2 separate regions of the Mus musculus genome follow, and region 1 is linked to region 2. Evidence: chromatin contacts called from public HiChIP or PLAC-seq data. All regions are on one chromosome and are shown on one strand. The core of a region is the stretch at or near the end of the contact, and the rest is flanking DNA. Distances in the headings are between cores, read along the strand shown.

The links. HiChIP or PLAC-seq counts read pairs in DNA pulled down with a chosen protein or histone mark.
Region 1: an H3K27ac HiChIP or PLAC-seq map of double positive thymocytes shows a contact between it and region 2, with 2.8 times the contacts expected there. The contact joins two enhancer-like sites. A contact is called at or near these places in 6 of 15 datasets of contacts at CTCF or cohesin (CD8 T cells, embryonic stem cells, large pre-B cells and 1 more), 42 of 484 Hi-C or Micro-C datasets (B cells, CD8 T cells, DN3 thymocytes and 15 more), 13 of 115 datasets of contacts at active chromatin or transcription factors (CD8 T cells, the HPC-7 cell line, cardiomyocytes and 8 more) and 1 of 9 other capture datasets (embryonic stem cells).

What each region holds. Positions count from the first base shown.
Region 1 is chr12:85,656,606-85,662,100 of GRCm38.p6, reverse strand. It overlaps the pseudogene Gm33312. Among named protein-coding and RNA genes, the nearest start is that of Batf, 27 kb to the left of the region's middle. Within about 2 kb of position 2,665, at least 36 of the 459 cell types and tissues checked have an H3K27ac peak or open chromatin away from gene starts, as enhancers often do. A contact at or near this core is called in double positive thymocytes and erythroblasts, where this site is marked.
Region 2 is chr12:85,542,790-85,547,868 of GRCm38.p6, reverse strand. No RefSeq gene overlaps it. Among named protein-coding and RNA genes, the nearest start is that of Gm32296, 16 kb to the right of the region's middle. Within about 2 kb of position 1,993, at least 56 of the 459 cell types and tissues checked have an H3K27ac peak or open chromatin away from gene starts, as enhancers often do. A contact at or near this core is called in double positive thymocytes and erythroblasts, where this site is marked.

The DNA.
Region 1 (5,495 bases), core at 1,416-3,915, 110 kb before region 2:
CAGTCTGAAAACAATGTGGAAAAAAAAGGAAGGAAGAAAGGAAGAATGGAAGGGGGCTGGTGAGATGGTTCAGCGGGTAAGAGCAGACTGCTCTTCTGAAGGCCCTGAGTTCAAATCCCAGCAACCACATGGTAGCTCACAACCACCCGTAATGAGATATGACTCCCTCTTCTGGCATGGCTGAAGACAGCTACAGTGTACTTATGTATAATATTAAATAAATCTTTGGGCCAGAGCGAGCAGGGCTGACCAGAGTGAGCAAAGGTCCTAAAATTCAATTCCCAACAAGGTTCACAACCATCTGTATATCTACAGTGTACTCTTTACAAAATAAAAGAAAGAAATGAGCCGGGTGTGGTGGCGCATGCCTTTAATCCCAGCACTAGGGAGGCAGAGGCAGGTGGATTTCTGAGTTTGAGGCCAGCCTGGTCTACAAAGTGAGTTCCAGGACAGCTAGGGCTACACAGAGAAACCCTGTCTCGAAAAACAAAACAAAACAAAACAATTAAACTATTATAATTCTATCATCTAGGGAGACATAAATTTAGATACACACATAACTCGAATTTTTATTTTATAAAACTGACATCAGTCACAATATGCAAATTAGTGATCTGCTTATAAAAACACAACACATGCATCCCCATGTATGTATATGTTTTGTGCCTCTGATGGGTGTGCATAAAACAGTCACCCCAGCGTGTTTTACTTGCTCGCCTTGGACCCCTCAAGGCCAGTGCTTACTGTATCCAGGAGCGCAGAAACGGGAGCAAGGAGGTGTGCGCAGTCAGGAACAGTGTTCTCTCGGGCTGTTGGTGCCTCTGGTGGGTCTGTTTCCTGGGGTCTGTACAGAAGGGAGCTGGGAAGCTTTCTATCTGAAAATACTCCACGGTGTGTGCAGGTGTTTGGAGTTCCGTTGAGTTTCATCAAAATGAGTCACTGAAGGTGTGAACGGGCGGCCAGGTTGAAGGAGTTACCACTTCCTGGTCCCATCCGGAGACACCCTGCACCTCAAACAGAAGCAAGCGCCTTTCACATGGGCTACCAGGCAGAGGCAAACTGAGCCTTTCGCTCTCCAAACCACTTCTTTGCTTACCTCCCCCCCCAACCCCCCAAGCAAAGGCTAAGTTCCTCTAGTCAGCGGCTCGCTGTTGGGTGAGCTTCAAGCCAAAAACCCACTGAAAGTTCAGCCACGCCTGAAGGGAACCTTGAATGACAAGCGAGCCGGTACCAGGTGAAGAGGCCCCACCACCTGCATCCAGGAGCCAGGCTGCCTTATTCACACGGAGAGGGGGGGGGTGTGTGCCATGGCCCCAACAGAATTTATTGTCACATGATTCAGAAGGAGGCCTGTCTGGATTTCAGGCCCTTACATCCTGACTTTCTGTTCTCTGGTAGCAGGGCACCAGACCTTAGCATGACTGACTCCATGATGGAAATGCCATTCAGGCTGTAAAACTCATTGTGAACACACCATCACCTGCCAAAACTAAAACAAAGGCCTAACCCATCAAAGTCCACGGCTCTGGGAAAGTCTCAGAATGTAACTAACCTTACTTTTTAGTTTCTGTAGTTCCACTTCTGGCGAACTGCTCTTGTTAGCTGAAGTATGTCAACCCAAAACATGGGGTTTGTGCTTTAAAAGCCCATCCCAAGAAAGGCTCAGGGCTACACTGGGATCCCGAAAACCCAGTGTTGTCACTGGCTGGCTAATAAAGACTTTCTTTCTTTCTTTTTTCTTTTTCTTTTTTTTTCCCCAGAAACAATGGTGACTTAATCGCTAGGCACAACAACTAGAATCCTAATCTTGTAAGCCATATTCAATCTAAATCTTCTGGTGGCAAATCCGGGTGGATTTACCATATAAATTGGGGGATACTAGTAGCTACATCTTGCCTCTCGATATCCCTGTCCAAAAAGCCTAATAAAGACTTTCTATTGACTTAAATTTGTGTTGGAGCAGTCCTCTCTGGTGACTACCTGACAATGACATGAACTGGTCTAAATGGAGTCAAAGTAAAGATACAGAGAAGTTAATTAGGAAATATCAACTATGCAGTTCAGTGGGAGCAAGAGGAAGGAAGCCAAGAAAGATGATAGCCTTTAGGGCCACAGATGGGAAGATCACCAGGAACTACCACAGTCCCATGACACATAATATATTGTTTTGTTTTGTGGCATGGTCCTATGAAACCCAAGCTGTCTTGGAACTCACAATGTAGCTGAGGATATCCTTAAATTCCTTCAGTGAACAGAGCTAGGAAAAGGCAGAGGCAGGCGGATTTCTGAGTTCGAGGCCAGCCTGGTCTACAAAGTGAGTTCCAGGACAGCCAGGGCTATACAGAGAAACCCTGCCTCGAAAAAACAAAACAAAACAAAACAAAAAAACAACCCTGTGTTTTACAAAAGTGCTGGAACCACAGGCATGCTCCACCATGTCCAATTTATGCAATGCTGGCAAACCAAACCCACAGCTTCATGCAAGATGCCCTCTACCACGTGAACTATTGCCCCAGTCTGTGATGCAATGACATCAGCAGCTTTGCCTTGAATAAAGAGTTAAGGAACAAAGAACATTGAAGGAAGTGCTTTGTAAGCTAGAACACATGTCACTATCTTCTCTTTGGGGGCTTATCATTGTCTCCATGGCAACTGGGCAAGCTTCCCGGTCTGCCTCTCCACCCTATCCATGCCCAAAGGATAACTGCATGGCTTGTCATCTCTGCCCTCTTAGATGGCTTGCAATCACATAAAGATGGAGATCCCCAACCTACAACCTAGCCAAGTTAGGGTGATGGGGTGCAGGTGGGGGAGACAAGGCAGAGGGGAAGAGGCAGCCAAGGGACCCCAGACAGCAGCAGAGGAGTGATCCTCAAAGTCAGGCTCCCCCAGGTGGCTGGCAGCAGGCAGGAGCCCAAGCTGTCACAACTGTTGTACGCAGTCACCCTTCCTTCCCCGACAACCTGACTTCATTCAACCTTTCCTGCTCAAGTAGCCAGACAGTGGGCAGAAGTTCAGGACCCCGGCCTTGACTGAACTCCTTCTCTGTCCCTGACAGGCTCAGCATCTTGGGCCAGGAAGATGACCTCTCTCGACCTTTGATGTACACGTATCATCAGGTTGCACACGATGCTACATGCCTATAATCTCAGCAGTCAGAAGGCTGAGGCAGGAGGATCTCTGGAAGGGTGAGGCCAGGCTAGGCTGTAGTGCAACGGAGTCCCTGTTCCAAAAACCAAAATAAGTAAAGGAATAAACAATTATCTGTGAACTCCCTTGGTGACTGAAGAAAGCCAAGAAGTATACGTGCTCAGTGCATCTGAGTGAGACTCTTCTAAAATGTTACTAAAATGAAGTCGTACACTGACGCACCCTCAATTTGTTTTCTGCCTCTACTACTGGCCTGAAATCTCCTGGGAGGGCTGAATACCCTGCTCTGTGTTTATTTTCCTGTGACAAGCCACGAACTAAGTAGCCATGAGGCCATGGGGGGGGGGGGGGAAACCAAACGGACCTTTCACGGGGATTGCCTAAGACCATCAGAAAACACAGAGATCTCCATGACCGTTCGTAACAGTAGCAAAATTACAGGTATGAAGTAGCAGCAAAAGTAATTTTATGGCTGAGGTCACCACAACACAAAGAACTGTATGGAAGGCTCACAGCATTAGGAAGGCTGAGAGCCACGGCTTTAGGCCCTAAGGAAGTAATACATGAGGCCTTTGATACTTTTAGGGGCATGTGGAAATGTTGTGATTTCTTTCTCTGTATGATGCATGTGTGCGTGTGTGTGTGTGTGTGTGTGTGTGTGTGTGCGAGAGAGAGAGAGAGAGAGAGAGAGAGAGAGAGAGAGAGAGAGAGAGAGAGAGTGCATGTTTTCTGGCATGGGAGAGGGGGAGATCTGCGGGGTAGACACGCCACGGCAACCTCAGGTGTCTGTCCTTACCATCTCACCTTCCACCTTATCTGAGGCAGAGCCTGTTCACTGCTATGTAGGCCGGGCCAGCTGGCCCTCCAGCTTCCAGGGAATCTCCTGTCTCCACTTCCCAAGAGCTAGGCACTGCAGGAATTAGACACATGCTGCTGCTCCCACAGTTTCATGTGGGAGCTGGGGCTCTGAACTTGGGGTCCTCATGCTTAGGCAGCAAGCACTTTCCCCACTGAGCTGTCTCCCTGGCCCATAATTCCTTTTAATAGCAGGAGAAAAACTGACTATAACTCAGTCCGATTCTGTTAACATCCATTTTTTTTTTCTTTCTGCAGAAGGGACTTCTGGGCAAAGAGTCTACAGCTTAATGAAGGTCTGGAGACAAGGAGGAGAGTAGGAGGCAATCAGTAGGGACCCAGTTCCACACCAGCTGAGAACAAGTCCTGGAGGATGGTACCAAGTCATTAGTTCATTTGAAGACAGAGTCCTTTGCAAAGCCTACCTCCCAGACCAGCAGGTTACACACACACACACACACACACACACACACACACACACACACACTCCATTTCTCAGTTGTTCAATCTGTAATTCTCTCTCTAACACCCTAAGTTTGTGCTGCCTGAGGGCAAGGGGTTTGTCTATTTTCCATCTTCACATCCATGGCTGTCTTACTGTGTGCCACACGTGGTATTTTGATGGGTAGCACCCATCAGAGATTATTTCAGGCCCATTTTACAGATCAACAAACTAAAATCAAATAGTCCAGTGACTAGTCCCACATCACACAATAGGAAGTTCAGGAGCTCAGAATCAAAACCCTGGAATCTCCAGTCCACCATGGCCTGTTATCATGAGGCTTAGCCCAGAGCCTGGCAGGCCAGAGGGAGAAAGAAGCAGAAAGTGGGGTGGGGATGGGGGTGTGGTGGGGGAGCGTACAGAGGATACCACCCTTCTCTGCCACCGTAAGAAACAGAAATAAGATCCGTCCTCAAGCAGGCTGCAACATCAAGGAGGCCTGAGGCATGTCTGACGGGAAAAGTTCAGGCAGGAGAAAACCCAGAGAACAGTGTGCCAACCAATCATCCGAGGAGGCGCTCTGGGCTTCATTTCCAGGCAGCTCCCAAAGGCCCCACGAGCTACCAGAGAGCTCCGTCTCAACCTGATCAGAGCTCAGCTTCCCCACCCGCCCCTGCCTGCCTGCTCCCTTTGCAGTGTCTCCTGTGTAGACCACTTGGCATTGTACATTTCCATTTGATTTTTACAAAGACTATCTTCTCTATGACTTTAATCTCAGTACTTGGGAGACTGAGGCAGGAAGTCCAAAGTCAGGAGAGAGTTCTAAGCTAAGCTAGCCTGGACTGCATAGTGAGACCCTGTTTTAAGAACTGTATCTTTCCTAGTGAAAAAATGACACATATATTCTCATTTTAAAATTATTATCATTTTTTTTCAAGACAGGATTTCTGTCTTGACAGAGATGACAGAGTCCTGGAACTCACTCTGTAGATCAGGCTGGCCCCCAATTCAGAGAGATCCGCCTACCTCTGCCTCCTGAGTGCTAGGA
Region 2 (5,079 bases), core at 744-3,243:
AACTACTCTGTCCCCTGCCCCTAATCAGAGCAGGATCTCAAAATGGAGTCACTGTCATTTAAGTGACAGGTTTATCCTCACAGGCAACCCTTCCCCCAGCCACCCAGAGCTGTCAGTCTGGGTTTCCAAGCATGTGTGGGAAGGCATAGACAGGTCTATCGACCCTGTAGAAAAGACCCTGCTTTTATGGGCAGGAGCACCCCCACCTTCCCACGCCTTAAAAATGCTCATTTATGCCAGTCAGGTTGACTTGCATAATGACATCATTGAGCGTGATGAGCTTCTGAGCAGTCAGTTAAAATGATGTCGTGCAACCCAGCCTCGTATTTTGGAGAGAAAGAAATTGGGAGGAATGGTTATGAGTCCTTAGGGATAGACTCCACCATAGGACGGGCAGATGGCTGGCAGTCCCACATCTGGCTCAGTGCCACAAGGTCAGACCCTTTAAGTGGATCCTAAGGTTTATGGTGTATTCTTCCATATATCCTGGGCCTGAACTCAAGGCAACAACTTTGTAATACACAAAACTATGTAGCTCTTATTTTATGTAATCTATATATATGCATACAAATGCACAGTCAGACGTGCAATTTACTGGCCTAGAACGCTCTATGTAGCCGTGGCTTGTGGTCCCCCGGCCTCTGCCCATCCTTGATTGTTGGGATTACAGACGTAAGCCACCTTGCCCAACAATACCCTGTTTAATAGGGAAGCTATCTGGAGAGTAATTGTACTGGACGCGATGTCTGCTGCCTCTTAGCATCCAGTTACTTATATCTAAGGCAGGGAAATCAGGTCATAGAACTAAGCAGAAGAAAAGCAATCCCTGATATTATACAACTCCTTTCTAGGGGCTGGGGAGATGGCTCAGCAGCTAAGAACACGTGTTGCTCTTATAGACGACCTGGGTTCAGTTCCCAGCACCAGCACTGTGGCTCGCAGCCATCTGTAGCTCCCGGTCCAAAGGATCCAAGATCCTCTTCTGACCCCTGTGGGCATCATCCAAGCACATGATGCACATACACATGTGCAAGCAAACACACTCATAAAAATAAAATTTTATATATTTATATATGTGTGTGTGTGTGTGTGTATTTAAATCCTTTCTGTTAGTGCCTTTGAAATACACAATTAGCAAGCTTGATGACATAGGCCTATAATCCCAGCTACTCAAGAGGCTAAGGCAGGAGGATCACAAGTTCATGATCAGCCTGAGCAAGTTACTGAGACCCTGTCTCAAAATAAAAAGTAAGGCTGTTGAGTGGCATGCTTGCTCAAGCCTGCTCCTTCCCTCTGGAGTTTATTCTATAGTTTTTGCTCTCGTTTTCATAAATATAATAATAACAACAACAATAGCAAAATAGAGGGCTAGGAGATGGCATGATGGTTCATATCTATGATCCCAGAAGTCTGGAAGTGGAGTCAGGAAGATCAGGAGTTCAAGGACAGCCTCAGCAACACAGCTGTGGGATCTTCCTCTTACAGCGTGATACACTGGCGACTGCCTAGAATGCGACCAGGCAACACCCAGGCAACCATCCAGGTCTAGAAAGGACAGAAGCCAGGTTGGAGACTACCATGGCTGCCTCCGTGTCTCTCAACTGGGTTGAGCTGGTTCAGAGGAAAAGCAGGAAGCACAGCATCACTGTGCCTTCCTGGGAGTTCCAAGACTGCCCATGAACTAGCTGCTCCTTCTGCAGTCAGGGAAGCTTGTCATTATAAGAGCAGAGGCTGCTTTCAGTGCCTCATGGCTGCTCAGGGAGACCCTAACCCAGCAGCTGATGCCCAGAGAGACCTCCGTCTAACTGTAGAAGCTGCGGCAGCTGTCACGGCCACTGCAAAAGCTGCTGCTTCCGTTGGAGGGGACGTCGTTGTGTTGACAGCTCTCATCTGGGAGATTCTGTTTCCGTCACGGCTGCCCCAGGCACACTGTAATGACTCCAGAGGATGACACTTGGGCAGTGACAGCTTCAGATGCACCTCAGATGGCCCCCGCCATCTTGCAGGTGTCCTTAGGTCTAGGGAAGTACTTCCACCACCCGTGACAGCTGTGACAGGCAGGCCCAGTACTAAGTAAAAAAGTTTGTGGTTAGAAGACAGAAGGCTGGGTGCACTTGTGCCTGGCAGACTAAACCCTTCCTTCACTCTACCCCACTATGCCTCTGTGCCTTCCTGGTGCTGCAGCCTGGGTTCCATTAAAATCTCATCCCAGGCGGTTTCATAGCCTACTTATGGTTTTAGAGCACAGGTAAAGTGGGCAAGCCCTTAGCATAATGTACAGATAATTTTAACTTGGTGGTGTTGTACACACCTTTAATCCCAGCTCTGCAGGGGGGGAGGGTCAGAGGCAGACAGATCTCTGAGTTCAAGGGCAGCCTGATCTACAGAGCTAGTTTTAGACAGCCAAGGTTAACACCGAGAAACTGTCTTGAACACAACCAACAAATAAATAAACAATAAACAATTTTACTTCTTGCATTTGTTTGTTTGTTTATTTATTTATTATTTTACCCCAATCAGGTCATTTCAAGCCTCAGAGGGTTTCTTTTCCCACTGCTGAGAAAGGACACTATGAAGGCACCAGGACTCTGTTGAGTGTTAATTGGGAAACAGTCACGTGCATACACTCTGCGTTTATAAGGGCTTGGGTCCCTTTCTCTCTGCTGTCTTCAGTACTTGGTGGGTGTGGAGTCCCTCCAGTGTTGCTGTGGATTTGCAAAATCAGTGGTTGTGATTGAGTGTCTGAGCTTTGATCTTTTGAATGGCCACACGAAGGTATTAACCAAAGGAACCCAGCTCTACTCAGAGCCTCCTGCTCCTGAGTGCAGAGGGGCTTCCACGCCTTGGCCAAATGGACTCCTAAGGAATTTGGTAATTGCCTTTCCAGTTAGAATGGCACATATTCACCACTCAGCGGATTCTAGAATCTGTTAAAAATGCAACTATAAATAGCCCAGGGACTTCCAGAGTTCCTTGCAAATTCCCTGTACTTATGAATAGCCTGTTGTTCAAAGCCACCCAACTCTTCTTACCAGCGGGTTTGCAAAAGCAAGCCCCCCATCACTACCTTTGTGTTTATTTAACCATCTCATTCCCAGAATAACTTAAGATGATTTCTAAGAGATGTCCACAATATAATGAAAGCAAAAGTATAGATAAGTAAGGAAATACAGAGGGAAAAGAAAAAGCAAGGCAAAGAGTCTGAGGGAGAAATTTCTGTTCTGAGGTTGGGAGAGTCTTTACATGAGTTCAGGAGGAGGCTGTAGATTTGAACATGAGCTTCCTAGCAAGCCAAGCAAAAGAGTGGGGGTTAGAATGGTTGAGTGCATGGTTTATATCACGCAGAAAATAAAGGCTGTGTTGAGAAATACAGCAGCCCCCAGAGTGAAGACCTAAGAGAAGTTCTTGCATTTGTCCTTCCAAAAACAAAGCCAACAACAGAAAATGACATTCTCAGGGGGGCTGTGATGAGGAGCATCACTGATTCTCTTAGAACATCCCTCGATGGGAGCTGATGACTTCTGTTAGACTTCAAGCCTGAGACAAAGAGCTGAGGCGCCTCCTGGCCTCCAGATTCTCTCTGTAGCCCTCAGCCCCTACCTATTACAGGGTCCTCCTGGCTGGCATACCCTGCCCCCTACCCTAAACTGTCCTGCCCAGGGGGACCTAGGGTGCTCTTCCCTATATAATCACATCACTTTAGATATCTGCTCTTTTTGTGCCTCTGGGCCTCCTGGCTGTTGCACCTGGCTCCTCTGTTCTCCATCCCTTCTCCTCGCCCTTCCTCAAATAGCTCAGGGTCCCGACCACTCTGGGCTCTCCCAAACGTCCCTGCCTCTGGCTCTGCTCTCCCACATATCCATAATAAACTCTCTCCTCCACCATACCTAGGACCAGTCATGTTTCCTTTCCTTTTTATGTCTTTCTTTCTTTTTTTTTTTCCATTCAACTTCTTAACAGAGTAAGTTCATTGAACACATTTCCACGGGAGCACGGAGGACAGGGTTCAGATCAACAGCTGTGATTCGAGGATGCGCTTTAAGAACTGAAGAGACAGTAGGGCTGTGGTCTAAATGATCTCCTCGCCAGCCTCCCACTGCCCAAAGCATGTGTGAGTAAGCATTGTGGCTGAGTTTGGGACAGTTGTCCCCTAACCTGGGGTGCCAGGTGAAGGCCACTCCGTTTGCTTTAACTTTAGCAACGCCACAGAGAGGCTCGGTGTCCCCTGTGGGCAGTGCAGGGCAGTGACCATGCCTCCTCCCTACCCCATTTTCTTTTCTTTTAGGAAAAAGTCATCGTGTCAAATTCTCTCCTTTCCCCACCATCCTGGTTTGCTTTCTATTGCTGTGACAAATACTGCGAACAAAAGCAACTTGGAGTGGGAAGATTTTATTTTGGCTTACATGTCCCAATCCCAGCCATGATGGAGCAGAGGCAGGGACTATGCAGGGACACTGCTCACTGGCTTACTCTCCGTGGCTCACTTAACTTGCTCCCCTATACAACCCAGGGGTAACATCCATCACCCACAGTGGGCTGGGCCCTCCCACATCAATCATTAATCAAGAAAATGCCCCACAGACATGCCCACAGGCCAACCTGATGAAGACAGTTCCTTATTTGAGTTTGTGCCTTCTCAACTGACTCTAGTTTGTGTCAAGTTGACAAAAAAAACTAGCCCGCACATCCATTTATCATCAGGACCTTGTTGGCCTGTCACAGCGAGTTTCAGCTGTCAACTTGACACACCCCGAAAGAGGGGACCTCAGTTAAGAAACTGACACCATTGCACTGGCCTGTGGCTATGTCTGTGGGCCGTTCCAGAGCCTGGGACCATGAGCCTGGAAGCAGGCCAATGAGCAGCGTTCTTTCATGGTCTCTGCTCGGTTCCTGCTTCCTAGTTCCTATCTTCAGTTTCCTCCTGGGCTTCCTTCCTGATGGACTGAAACCTATCAGCCAAACAAACCCTTTCCTCCCAAGACAACATTTTAGAATGTGTTTTATCACAGCAGCAGAAAAGTCAACTGGGACCTGATCCTATCTTGGGCTAGCTCATTCTCATACCCAGTAGTGACTGTG